Linked DNA regions of Rattus norvegicus: region 2 is linked to region 1. The links are chromatin contacts, called in public Hi-C maps. All regions are on one chromosome and are shown on one strand. The core of a region is the stretch at or near the end of the contact, and the rest is flanking DNA. Distances in the headings are between cores, read along the strand shown. Region 1 holds the start of Kif22 (kinesin family member 22). Region 2 overlaps Qprt (quinolinate phosphoribosyltransferase).

Region 1 (6,653 bases), core at 1,858-4,357:
GACATCATCCTACATTTCACCCTTTTTGTCTAATTAAAAAAAAACTTTTCTCTCAAATATAAGCTGAGCACAACTACTATCATTTTGTAATTAAGAGCATAAAATATATCTAACACCTAGTCCAACACTTTATCAGTTAAACAGAACATTTAGTTATCCATTCCAGCTTAAGAAAGGCTTAAAATCTGTATTATATCTTGGCTAGCTTGTATACTACCTGATAACTGTCTAATAAAATATGTATATTTAGAGTTAAACAGCCTGATAGGCTATGAGACTATAATGTCTTCAACCCCGTCAGGAAGCCTAACACGGCTTCCAGAACTGAGAGGTTGTAGAGACAAATCTCTGCTAGCACAGTCCCCTGTTAGCAACATGTGAGCGCAAGTCTTCAGCCTTCTGGCCCAAAATCAACTGACAGACTCTTGAAATGCAGATTTTGAAGGGCTGATCACCCTGTCTTGGCAGAGTTTATCAGTCAACTATACTGTATAATTTGTCCTTTTCTGTCATTGGAGGAGAAGGAAGGATGGGCGGGAGAGAAGTTTGAAGGAAGAGGAGGAGACGAGAAGAGAAAGGGAGAGACGAGACGGAGAGAGGGGAGAAGCCATGGCAGGTGATGTTAAGATTCTGCTCTGTGGGGGCTAGGGATTTAGCTCAGTGGTAGAGCGCTTATCTAGGAAGCGCAAGGCCCTGGGTTCGGTCCCCAGCTCCGAAAAAAAAGAACCAAAAAAAAAAAAAGATTCTGCTCTGTGTATTTACAGGTTGTTATTAATGTTCTCAAGGGATGGATGGTACCGGGCTTTGTATGTTTAAGTGGGCAATTATATCTTATCAATTGGATCTAAGATTATTGTGTTATGTGTTCTTTTATGTGAGGGTTTGAGTGTAGGAAAGTGTGTGGCTGGGCTGTGTTTCCGCCAAGATATCTAGCAGATATCTTGGGCCACCGTGGCGCGGACCTAGTGGGGTAAAAGACACCGTTACTCTTTTTTATTTTTATATTTTTACAACAACATCTCTCTATCTTTTTGTTTTTGTTTTTTGAGAAAGTCTGGCCTTGAGCTCCCAAACCTCCTACCTAGGCCTTCTGAGTGTGAGGATCGGTAGGTTATGCACACCCACACCTATGTGTGGATGCCAAAGACCAAACCCTAGTGTCCCTCAGCATGGGATGAAACTCAGTTTTCAAGCTTCCATGGCAAGTACTTTATCAGGCTGGTCTACCCTCCCAGCCCATCCTCTCTATTATGGAGAAAAACAAATCACCACAACATTTTTGGCCTCCTTTATAGCTAAATGATGCTTGTTCTTTGTTATTTTCAAGGTTGGGTAAAAGCCTGCCCAACCTTCGAACCCACTTTACCATTTTACTATTTTTTTAATGTGCATGTTTTGCCTGCCTGTATGGAGCTCCGGTAGGCACTCAGTCTCAGTCTGAATCCTACCTGACTTCCTAATGGAATTCAAAATTCAGCTGAATTTTGAGATGTGCACCATGTCCAAGCTTGATGAACTAGACCCTGTTTCTGGAATTACAGAGAGTTGTGAGCCACCATCAGGGTGCTGGGAACTGAACACAGCTCTTCTGGAAGCCAACCCTATCATTTCGCTCTCTCCCTCTTCTCCTTCTCTTCTCTTCTCTTATTTTGTTTTTTTTCCCAGACAGAATTTCTCTCTGTAACCCTGGCTGTCCTGGAACTCACTTTGCAGACCAGGCTGGCCTCGAACTCAAGAGATCTGCCTGCCTCTGCTTCTTAAGTCCTGGGATTAAAGGCGTGTTCCACTATCATTTTCTTAATAAAGACTTCTCGAAATACCCAAAAGTTTGTTTCAGATTCTACACTACAAGCTTATGCCTATCTACCAGTGTATTTCGTCATATTACATTAGTTTATGAGACTATTTGAAAATGATTGTAACCTCTAGGAAAGGGGCTATGGTCACTCAGCACTTTAATGTTTAATACCAAACATACTGGGTTTCAGTCTGTATCCGGGCATCAATTTAGACCCCCAATATTTACCAGTTGTGTTATCTTGAAGAAACTATTTAGCCCATTTATGCCTGATCCCCCTTGTCAAATACAAGTCCAGGGGCTGGTAAGCCTTAGAAATTAAGGGTGCCTACTATTTTTCTAGAGGTTCTGAGTTTGGTACTCAGGGTCCACATCAAGTGGCTCACAATTGCCAGTAACTCCAGCGTTAGAGGATCCAACACTTTTCCGGCCCCTGAGGGAACCAAACATAGGTGGCACACACTGATAAAATGAAAGCTTTTTCTTAAAGACAGGGCATTAACAGTAATGACCTCAGTGTTCTGGGGTTGGAGATTTAGCTCAGTGGTAGAGCACTTGCCTAGGAAGCGCAAGGCCCTGGGTTCGATCCCCAGCTCCGAAAAAAAGAACCAAAAAAAAAAAAAATGACCTCAGAGTTCTGTACAAACATTAAATGGTTCATCATAAAATGCTTGCAGCACTGCCTGGGACGAGACGTTCTCCTAAATGTCTGCCTCCCGCAAAGCCAAATAGACAGGCCAGAATTCGGCCTAACGAAAGAGGAAGGGCACGCATATGCAAAGCGTCTTAGAAGAGATTTTGAATCTCCTGGAAGCCTTTTCAAGATGAAAACAGCATCCAGTTCCAAGGCTAGAAGGAAAGGATTTTCCTTTGCCGTGTGATTTTACAAGGCCGCTGAGAGCAAGCCTTCAGCCGGAGTGGGATCTCTGGACAGCCAGCCAGACACCGCGTCTCTTCACTGCTCAGTCTTTACAGATGGGAGGCTGCCCGGCCTTATAGACGCCACAAACTGAAACGCACAGTAAGCGTGCAGGCTCTAGACAGGGGCTGGAGCCCCAGCAGGGTCTCAACCCCGTCTAAACTCCCGAAGGCAGCGAATAGAGGACAGGCGGCGCCCACCCCTACGCGGTCTAGCCGGCGTCCCCCCGCCCTTCCGCCCGGCCAGGATAGTTCGGGACAACCGCTACTCTGTAAGTTTCACACACGATGCCCCCTCCTCTTGGCCCGCGTACCTGAGCTGGCCGACGCCATCTCCCGTTGCTGCGGCTTTTTCTTAGCCCTAACGTTCATATCCCTCCCTTCTTCGGACCGCTTCTCTCTTTTGAATTGCCGGGGTCCGGCCTCCCTCTCAAATTCGACCAATCACGGCTACTTACCGCCGGAAGTTTCCGTTCTAACTCTCCGTAATTCGGCCGTCTCGGGCTCGCTTCCGGTCTTGAAAGCAAAAGTTCCCATGGATGGGGCTCTGAAGTCTGTCACCAAGTGGTGGGCACCTCAGGGCCCTGCACTTTCAGGCTTTTTAATGTCCAAGTTGGGATTGGCAAAGTGCAGACTTTCACCCTACTCTTCCTTCTCAGTTACAAATCTGAAAGCACTTGATTGATTCTTTATTCAAAGTTTCCAGCTCTGAATACAATTTTTGCCTTTTGGAGAAGACAGATCTCTCTTTGTAGCCCTGGCTGACCAGCTGTCCTGGTGGACAGGGGAAAGTTTCTTCTTTGAACTTGACACACACACCTCTGCCCCCCCCCCCCTTTTCCGTGGGAAAGTTCCCATCCCTGTGCTAGAATCTTGGGATGAAATGTTCCTGCTAATTGCATGCTTTTGGCTTCTAGTAAAATGCTTGCTTTCTTTTGCCCTACAACTGTCAACCAGGATGTCGTTTTTCTGTGCTCTTTGCTTTTAAAAGCTGTAAAATGCAGTTGAGACTGCTTTTTGAAGAGTTTCTTTCCAGGAATTCGCCGGCCACTTAATACAGATTGTCAAATCAGACTTTGGCCACAATGAGTGGTCTTTGAGTCTCTGCCTAGTAACACTGAAACTCACTATGTAGACCAGGCTGGCCTTGAACTCACAAAGATCTGCGGGCCTCTGCCCTTGGAGCTGCAACGGGAAGGGACCGAAAACTGGGAAGGACAACAGTGAGACTGAGTATCTTTATGTAGCCCTTGCTGTCCCAGAATTATGCAGACTAAACTGGACTCAAACTCACATAAGCCTGTCTGTCTCTGCCTTCCTAGTGCTGGGATTAAAGACAGGAGTCAAAGCTGTGTGCCACTACACCCAGCTAAATTCAAAGATAGTAAATTTAGCACAATTTACAATTCTAGAATGAAACCCCATTTCACACGGTTTAGTGACTCAAGGTTAACTTCATGGCAATGGAAACTGGATTGTTTGACATTATGGTTATTACCTCTGAATTCTTACAAGAAAACTTTCAGTTTGATGATGTAAAAACTTTGCACCACATACCACTTTTTTGTTGTAGCTGTTGTTTGTTTGTTTGTTTGTTTAGAAACAGGCTCTCTCTAGGTGTCTCTGGTTGTCCTGGAACTTACTATGTAGACCAGGCTAGCCTCGAACTCACAGAGATCCTACTGCCTCTGTCTCTAGTTCTGCAATTAAAGGCATGCACCACCACACACAGCTATCATACACATTGTTAAAAAATTTAAAAACATTTTTAAGAACAAGTTTTCCAGAATCTTTAGCTTCTTCTTCTATCTCCCTGCTTCATCATGCTATGTCTTTATTGTCCCATAACTGACTTTTTCCTTTCTCAGCACTCGGCCAGATATTTACTGAAGGCAAAACACACAAAGAGACAGACTCATCAGACAGGGAAGGGGTCCGGAGTTGGTGTCCCCAAGAACTGATGTTTTGTCTGGCATTCTAGAATCAAACGTATGCTGCAAATATTCTCTCATTTTCCCAGTCATTCCTAAATCGACTACAGCTTAGCCTCAGCTTTGTGAAATTCCCAGGAACTCTGTCTAAATTAATGACATTCTGGTAGCCAACGATGGATCCTTCGTGGCATTAACCACTCCATCACATGTCTTTTCCTGTTCCCGTGCACCACTCCTCATTTCCACTACTTTCTAAACCTTCCATTCTCCTCTTACTGGTACCAAACAGCAAGCATTGGCATTCTCAATTCCTACTGTAGCCTTCTTTTTATTTTACATACACACAGTTTCCCAGCACTGGAACACCATTACTTTTACACTAATAACCCGATAATCTATCCTAGCTTTAGACCTGAATCCAGCTACTTGAAACAATGTGCATAAACTTGGAGATTATGCTCAATGAAATAAGCCAGGCCCCCCAAAAAAATAAATAAATAAGGACAAAAAGTAAAAAGTACTTCATTTCATTTACATATGGGAGTAGGAAATAGAACGACGGTTCCCAGAGGCTAAAGGAGGGGTGGCTGAGGAAAGGACAGATGCTGATCCCAGTTTACAAAGCTTCTGTGTGGATGAGGGAAAGGAGAGCTCTAGTGCAGAGAACAGTGTGGGTCAGAATCGTACACCACACAGCCCAGAACTGACAAAGGAGTAGCTGTGTTTTTTTGTTGTTGTTGTTGGTTTTTTTGTTTGTTCTTGTTTTTGTTTTTGTTTTGTTTTTTTTTTTTTTGGTTCTTTTTTTCAGAGCTGGGGACCGAACCTAGGGCCTTGCGCTTCCTAGGCAAGCGCTCTACCACTGAGCTAAATCCCCAACCCTGGAGTAGCTGTGTTTGTTCTTCAGATACATCTTGCCGTGTGTCAATGGATGGATTGGCACTTTCTGTGTAGGCTAGGCTGGCATCAAAACTAAGGTGATCCACCCTCCGTGTGTTTGAGTTACAGCTATGGTCCACCAGGCTCAGCTTTTTGTTTCTGTTGTTTGGTTTTGTTTTTCAGGATAGTTTTTCTGTGTAAACCTGACTGTCCTGGAACCCTGTAGACCAGGCTGGCCTGAAGAGATCTGCCCGTCTCTGCTGGAATTAAGACAAGCACCATCACCCAGCCTATTTTGGGGGAGGGGGGCGCAGGGTCATATAGTGAGCATTCTGGAATTTTGGTCCTGTAAAAAACACAGAGATATTATAAGAGTGTGTTTTCACTTTAATTCCAGGTGTGGAGAAATGGACTGCGTCAGACTGTCTGCACCAGCTGATGATGATTTGCTTCACGCTCTAGCAGAGGTGTGGTTTTGCCATCTGCAAATAGTTTCTGCGATTTGGAATTCTGGGAACTTTTCAAAAGGTTCAGAAATGCTAGTCCCCAAGAGGTGGGGTTGGCAGTTTTTGGTCGTTTAGGGAGGTTGGTTGTGGTTTGTTAGTAGCCATGGTCAAAGAACAAACAAAAGGAAAGAAATTAGATTCAGGGATTTTTCCCAATTTTTCTTTCCTCTCCATCCTGTCTCTCTCCTATCTAGTGTTATAAAAGCGGGGAGGGGCATAGGAGAAAGGAGAACCCACAAAGTAGCAAAGCTCCCAAGTGCAGAGAGTGCAGGCAAACACCAGCACAGCTGTTGGACTTACTTTCTTATGTACACAGGGCGCAGAAGCTGATTTCAAGGAATGTTTTGTTGTTGCAAGATTATTTAAAGATTATCAGGTGAACCATTTTACTTATGAAATAGTATATTGTCACTTAAGTCATTTTGATAAAAAATTATGTCATGGGCTGGAGAGATGGCTCAGCAGTTAAGAGCACTGACTGCTCTTCCAGAGGTCCTGAGTTCAATCCCCATCAACCACATGGTGGTCTCACAACCATCTGTAATGGGATCTGATGCCCTCTTCTGGTGTGTCTGAAGAAAGCAACGTGTACTCACATACATATAATAAATAAGTAAATTG
Region 2 (6,653 bases), core at 2,029-4,528, 69 kb after region 1:
CCACATTCCAGTCTTCCCAGGCAGCTTCTTCCAACTCCCTGCAGCGAGCGAGCCAGCTCCTCTTCAGATTCCCATCCCCTCTCCTCTCCACCTTTCTCCACCCTCTCCATCCTTCTTTGGGGGACTGAATCAGGCATGGCTTATTTTCTAGCTTGAATCCGATTGTTCCTGGGACAGAGTCCAAATCTTCTGACCTACCATTTTGTGGTCTGGAGCCAGCCCATCCCCTGGTCATCTTGTTTTCCAGGGCCCTGCTTCAACCATTTCAGTGCACAATGTAAGTCATTACCTTCCGCTGGGCCTTCTGCCCATGCAGTTGCCTCTGCCTGGAAACCGGTGCCTCCCTCTGCTGCAAACAGAGTGTGAGCTGCTTTGGCTCACCTAGAATCTATTTGCTTTCCTCCAGTAATTCCCCTCCCAGTTCACAGATTTCAGAGACACCTGGAAGGGCCTATCCACTTCTGAGTTCTAAAACTCAGCCGGACAGAGTTCCTTAAAGAATAATTGCAACACTATCCAGGCAGTGGCTTATGCTGGAGCCCAGCACTCATGAACGTTCAGGGATTAGTAGCTCAGGAACAGCCTTGGCTACACAGTGAGTTCCAGGCCAGCCTGGACTGCGTGAGCTAATGAGATCTTGCACAGCAATTCCGCAGAAGAGACGTGCGCGGAGTGCTGTGTGATCCTGGGCACAGTCCACTCCGCTCTGTCTGCTCCGGCCTCACTCACTAACTTTAGAGTCTGGAGCTAGAGTTTGGGTCTCCTAACACTCATTCATTACTGCCCCTCTCAGGCTCCGATACCACCCACAATTCCACAATTCCAGGTTTAGGACTCTCTGGTTACCAGAGCTCCCCTGCCTCCCCTAACCCCTACTCAGGGTTCACATTTCCTGTACGGGTTCTCAGCAGTGCCTGGGTCTGCAGGGACTCAGTTCTGCCTCTTTAGAAGTGAGGAGTTAGGGCTCATAAAGACCAAAGATCTCTGGAGTTGGGCCATTTTGCTAAGAGCATCCATGCTGTCCTGGGAGGAAGGACAGGACCAGGAGGGGTGAGAGACGCTGAGTGCTAGCCCATGTGTGCACCTGCAGGCTGTGTCTGTGAGAACGGTCACCTTGGTTCAGAACATTGGCCAGCTCTGTCCAGTTCTCTGCTAAGTAAATCTCACAACTGCTGCACGACTGCCAAGGGCAGGGCCATGAACCATTCAGGCCTCTGTCTGTCAGGCTCCAGACTGTGAAATGTGCTTAGTGCTCCCCTGAGTGACACCAGGTAGGAAATAGGGTCATTGTGGCCAAGAGCTGAATTGTTCTTGTAGCTAAGCAGGGGGAAGTGGACTCTGAGGCAGAGGAAGCTCCCAAGGAAGCTCATGGGAAGAGTCGCCTCATGGACCACCAGCACCTAGGACCTCTCATGGAGATGCTCCTCCTGGATCTGCCTGAGGATCTAGGCTTAGGTGAGTTCAAGGTAGCTCCTCAGACATCAGTCAGGGAGAATGTCCGAGCGGGATGGCAAACCTGATGCCACACACCTTCAAATCTGAGATTCTTCCTGGTATGAAGAAGTGCCATGTACTTCCTACCAGTGTCTTATTACCGCGCACAGCTTCTAATTCACATGTGTGGAAAGAGTTGTTCTAAGCCAGGTGCAGAGGGCATAGTGCAAGCAGCTGAGTCAGGAGCACATCTTAGGCCAGAAGTTCACGGCCAGCCTGGGCTACATGGTGAGGCAGGGCAGGGATGGGAGGCAGGAAAGGAGGAAGGGACGGAAGGGAGAGGGTTGAGGACAGCTGTACCACAGCACTTGCCCATGGCCCTGGCTCCATCCTTAGTACCACAGAAACAGAAGAGAGCAAGTCGGACTGTGCTGGCAGCTTGTTTCTTGTCATGTATCCCTAGCTGCACATACAGGCCATGTGATGTCAGCTGCTAGCTGCCAGAGTCGTGCTATGAAACACCATCTGCTAAAGGGGCAACCTTTCCAGAAGGTAGAGTTCGAAAACAAGTGTGTGTCTTAGGGTACACGAGCGGTGCTAATTTCTAGCATTTACCAACCACTCACAGTGTGGTAGTTGTCATCAACAGCCCAGTAAGGCCGAATATTTATTAGACCCACTTCACAGATGAGAAAACGGAGGCAAGCAAAACCAAAGTCAGCCCTAGCAAGTCACACAAGCTGGAGATGGCAGAGCTAGTGGGAAGCCTAGGTAAATTTCAGTTATGTCCTGTTGGCCTCTGAACCTAAAGATGTGTGACCCAAGGGGCCCAACAAGCCACAGTAATCCATTCTGGTGGCATCTTCTTCAGCTTTAGGACCGGCGAGCATGAGGCACTGGAATATCTCCTTCAGCATACAGTTTGAGGGAAAAATCCAGGGCTGGAGCAGCCTGGGTCAGCATTCCCAACGAGATGACATCAATATTTGTCCCACAGAACTGGGGGAGGTTGTCCAGTGTGACACCCCCACTGGCTTCCACAGACACGTTGGGGAATTTGGCTTTAAGTGTAGCTGCTGTGGGGTGCAGCTCCTATAAGATAGAAGCCAAGGGGAGGTGAGAGTCCCCCAACCCCCACCCCAAAATTCTGCAGGCCCAGCCCAGGAGTTGGGTCCCATCTCACCTCAGGCTTGAAGTTGTCCAGCATGACCAGGTCAGCCCCAGCCTCTGCTGCCTGCAAAGCCTCCTTCAGGCTGCTACATTCCACCTCTACCTTCAGGGGAAAGCCAGCTGCCTGCCGGGCCTTCAGCACTGCCTGCCAAGCCAATAGAGAGAGGGTGAGGCTGGGTAGTCCGGCCCTGGACCCTGGGGGCCCAGAGAGCTGTGCTTTGAATCACACACAAAAAGGAAGCCAGCCTCCTCCATCTACAGATGGAAAGGCTTGGAGCATCCCTGATGCTGGGATCACTTGTCTGGTCTCTGGTTGGCGGGACTGAAATGCTGGTCAGAGGCAGACCAGAGTGAGAACAGAGGCTCATTGGGGCACTCACCTTCTCCATACTGCCAGCTGCCACCACATGGTTGTCTTTCACCATCACCAGCCCTCCCAGGTCATAGCGGTGGCATTCAGCCCCGCCTACTAGGAGCCCATACTTCTCTACCAGTCGGAACCCTGGCGTGGTCTTCCTCGTGCCTGCTACATGTCCAGCCCAGCCAGTGCTTGTGGCCACCTCCACAGCTGTCGCTGCCGCACTGGCAATCCCACTGCAGCGGGCCAGGGTGTTAAGGGCCACTCGTTCCCCCAGCAGCAAGTGGTGAGCAGGTCCCCTGACCTCTGCCACTTTGACCACAGGTACCAGCTTCGATCCCTCTGGAAGGAGCCAAGACACTTGGCAGTTGAGTTGAGTGAAGATGGCATCAAAGAAAGGTCGCCCTGCCAGAACCCCGGGGGATTTGGCCCACAGCACAGCCTGTGCAGGGGCCGACCCGGTAACCAAGGACGCAAAATTGAGACCTGGGCAGTCCTCTTGCAACCAGCTGTTTGCCAGAGCTGCCAGACTTGCAGGGGGCAACAGGAACTGCAGACCTGGGAGGAAGCAGAGAGACCTCTGTTGGGATTGCACTTCCTCATAGCCAGAAGCTGCCCCAAAACATTTGACAGCATGGGCAATAGGACACTAGCCAATCAGGGTAGAGATAGGACTTCCAGGGCCAGGCTGGGGCAGAGTCTGGGGTCACCAAGCTGACCAGGTTGTCAGAGAAAATGAAACTAGTTAGAAAAGAGTGGTTAACTGGTTAAACTTTAACTTTAACTTTAACTGGTTAAAGTTAAACTTTGCAAAAGTATCAAAGAGTTTTATAAGGAAGCTGAGTTTGGTGGTGCAGTCTCCATACTCTGGGAGGCTGAGGAGGAGCTCACCAGACCTGGTCTCAGAATAGTAGTAGTAATAGTAGTAGTAGTAGTAGTAATATGTAGAAGCAGGTGTTTGCTCCTTCGTATCATCACCATGCCTCCCTTTTGTAATTTTTTTTACTCATGCATATGTGTGTGTGTATGTGTGTGCCTGTGTCTGTGTGTATATATATATGTGTGTGTCTTTGTGTGTATGTGTATGTGTGTGTATGTATATGTAGGCGTATGTGTGTATGTATGTGTGTGTGCATGTATGTGTGTGTCTGTGTATCTGTGTGTGTGCATGTATGTGTGTGTCTGTGTATCTGTGTGTATGTGTGTGTGTATGTGTCTGTGTGTGTGTGTGTGTGTGTGTGTGTGTGTGTGTGCATGTAGATGTCATTGCTCTTGAGTGGAAGTCAAAAGACAATTTGCGGGGGCTGGGGATTTAGCTCAGTGGTAGAGTGCTTACCTAGGAAGCGCAAGGCCCTGGGTTCGGTCCCCAGCTCCGAAAAAAAGAACCAAAAAAAAAAAAAAGACAATTTGCAAGAGTTGGTTTTCTAAAGACAAAGTTGGTTTTCTAAAGGTGTAGGTTCTGGGACTCTAACTCAGACTACCAAATTTGGCAGTGGCTTCTGTGTCCACTGAGTCACCTCTCACCATTCACTTGCTTTTAGCTTTAATTGACTTATAAAGAACCAAGGAGAGGTGAACCCTCTTAACACGTTTGAGTCCAGCAATATTAACACTCACACATCTCGTTCCTCCTGCAGAATTAAAGCTCTGTACCCTGGACAGCAGCAGCTTCCTCCTCCTCTTCCTTCCAACCTCCTTTCTGCTGTTATGAAATCTGATTACACAGGTGCTCAGATAATTTTTCTGTATAGTGTGTCCCACATTTAACAACTCATAAGCAAACATGGCCTGTTATCTGAAATTTGAATTAAACTTGGCATCTTGGATTTTATGCATCCAACCTATTGTTGGGTCCAAAGCTATTTACCAACAAGATATTTAATACCCTGCTGTTCTTTGGAGACATGGCTTGCTTATGTAGCCCAGGATAGCCTGGAGGGCCAGCTATCCCACCTCCTGAGTACTGGGGTCCTGCACATGCACCACTAAGACCCTCGATATTTAACAGCATGGGCAGCCAATGTGTGCACACCTGCAGGGTGCCCTGCCTCCTTTCCATCTGCGTTACCCAGAAGGCTTAGCTATTTTTGCCCTGAAGCCTTTCAGCAGACCACGAGCCTTATGCATCTTGCTTCTTAGCCGTCTCCAGACGATGAGGATTTAAACCAGGTCCTTCAGCTTCTAGAAAACGCTCTACCACCGAGCCTCACTCACTGCCCAATACCAAGTATTATAAAGCTGGGAGTTCAGGTGTTTACAACAGAGAACCACAGAGAAAAGACAAATCAGCTGAGGGTGCTGGCAGCAAGGTGGCCACAGGTTCAGAACAAGAAACCTTAGTGCAGCTGCAAACTGGACTGGGGTATGTCCTTTTCCAGAGACAATAGCGAGGGAGTCAAGGGTAGAGCTGTGGTTTCTCTTAAGACCTTCACCTCAATGTGTGTTATCAACTGAAGGGCCTTTCAGCCTCCAGGGCTGCAGAATCTGGCTCTGCAGAGACAGAACCCAAACACAATGCAACACTGCCACCTGTCGGTCTGCACAAGAGCTGCAGCCTTCACACAAACTGGTTCCCTCTCTCCCCACCCCCTTTCACCCAAGCTGTCCTGGAATTTACAATGAAACCCAAGCTGGCCTTGAACTCCAGGCACTCCTGCCTCAGTTTCTCAAATACTTTTGGATTTCCATGTTGATCTCTCAGTTGCAGTTTTGATGAGAACTGTTGGGTTGGTTTAACCAGAAGGCCTCCTTATCCCCAGGACTTCCTGTTAGTAATTCTGCACCACTGACCCTCCCCCCCACCCCCGTTCTGTGCTCTTGGACTGTAAATTCCCCGTAGCTTGCACTGTATTTAGAGTTCTGTTTTGAGTGCTTGCCTTGCGGTGAGCGTTCTGTTTTATAACTTGCCTTCTGTCCACTTCTGCTTTGTTTGTTTTTCCAAGACTGGGTTTCTGTGCGTAGTCATAGCTGTCCTGTAACTCCCTCTGTAGATCAGGTGGGCCTAGAACTCAAGAGACCCATGTGTCTCTGCCTTGTGAGTGCTGGGATTAAAGGCGTGCACCACCACCTCTCGGCCACTTCAGCTGTGTTTGACAACTCTGCCACTGTAAAAACCGAGGTGCACATCCATCGCACCAGCCGTGTTCTCCACTTCACCCCACTTCCCATTCAACTCCTGACTGGGCAGCTGCCATGGGGATGGGTGGTGGGTCTCCTTGTCACTCTCAGGCCTCAGCCTGTGCTGGCTCACATTGTCTGGCCCCACAGTCCCTCTCCTTGCTCCTGTCAACCCTGTCCTCTCAGATCTTTCTACAGACCTCTGCTAGGTGAGAAGTCTCAGTGATGTCCAGTCTGCTGTAGTCCAGGAGCTGGCCCAGCAGGGGGCGCAGGTCTGTAATCCCAGCACATGGGAGGGTGAGGTAGGAAGATTTCAACAAGGATAGCCTGGGAGATATATATATGTGTGTATATATATATACATATATATACATACACACACACACACACACACACACACACACACACACACACAGAGTGAGCTCCAGTACATCATGGGTGACTGTGTAAAATTCTGTCTCAAAAACAAACAAATATAAAACAAAGCAGCCAACTGCCGAGCATGGCGGCACCTTTGATCCCAGCTCTCAGGGAGTAGAGCAGGTGGATGGCTCTCTGCAAGTTGGAGGCCTGC

The links. Hi-C and Micro-C count contacts between places; a contact is called where the count stands out from the background.
Region 2: a Hi-C map of liver shows a contact between it and region 1, with 2.8 times the contacts expected there. The contact joins the enhancer-like site here to the promoter of Kif22 in region 1. A contact is called at or near these places in 4 of 12 Hi-C or Micro-C datasets (frontal cortex, hepatocytes, liver and 1 more).

The regions. Positions count from the first base shown.
Region 1 is chr1:191,077,771-191,084,423 of GRCr8, forward strand. It overlaps Kif22 (kinesin family member 22), which reads right to left and starts at 3,108. Exons shown (of 14, transcript NM_001009645.1): 1 at 3,031-3,108. The coding sequence starts at 3,088. LOC108349644 (a long non-coding RNA gene) reads left to right here and starts at 1,414. Exons shown (of 3, transcript XR_005499468.2): 1 at 1,414-2,988; 2 at 5,924-5,993.
Region 2 is chr1:191,146,648-191,153,300 of GRCr8, forward strand. It overlaps Qprt (quinolinate phosphoribosyltransferase), which reads right to left. Exons shown (of 4, transcript NM_001009646.1): 2 at 2,985-3,520; 3 at 2,618-2,749; 4 at 2,068-2,526. The coding sequence ends at 2,308. Among named protein-coding and RNA genes, the nearest start is that of Qprt, 14 kb to the right of the region's middle. Within about 2 kb of position 3,279, at least 2 of the 93 cell types and tissues checked have an H3K27ac peak or open chromatin away from gene starts, as enhancers often do. A contact at or near this core is called in liver, where this site is marked.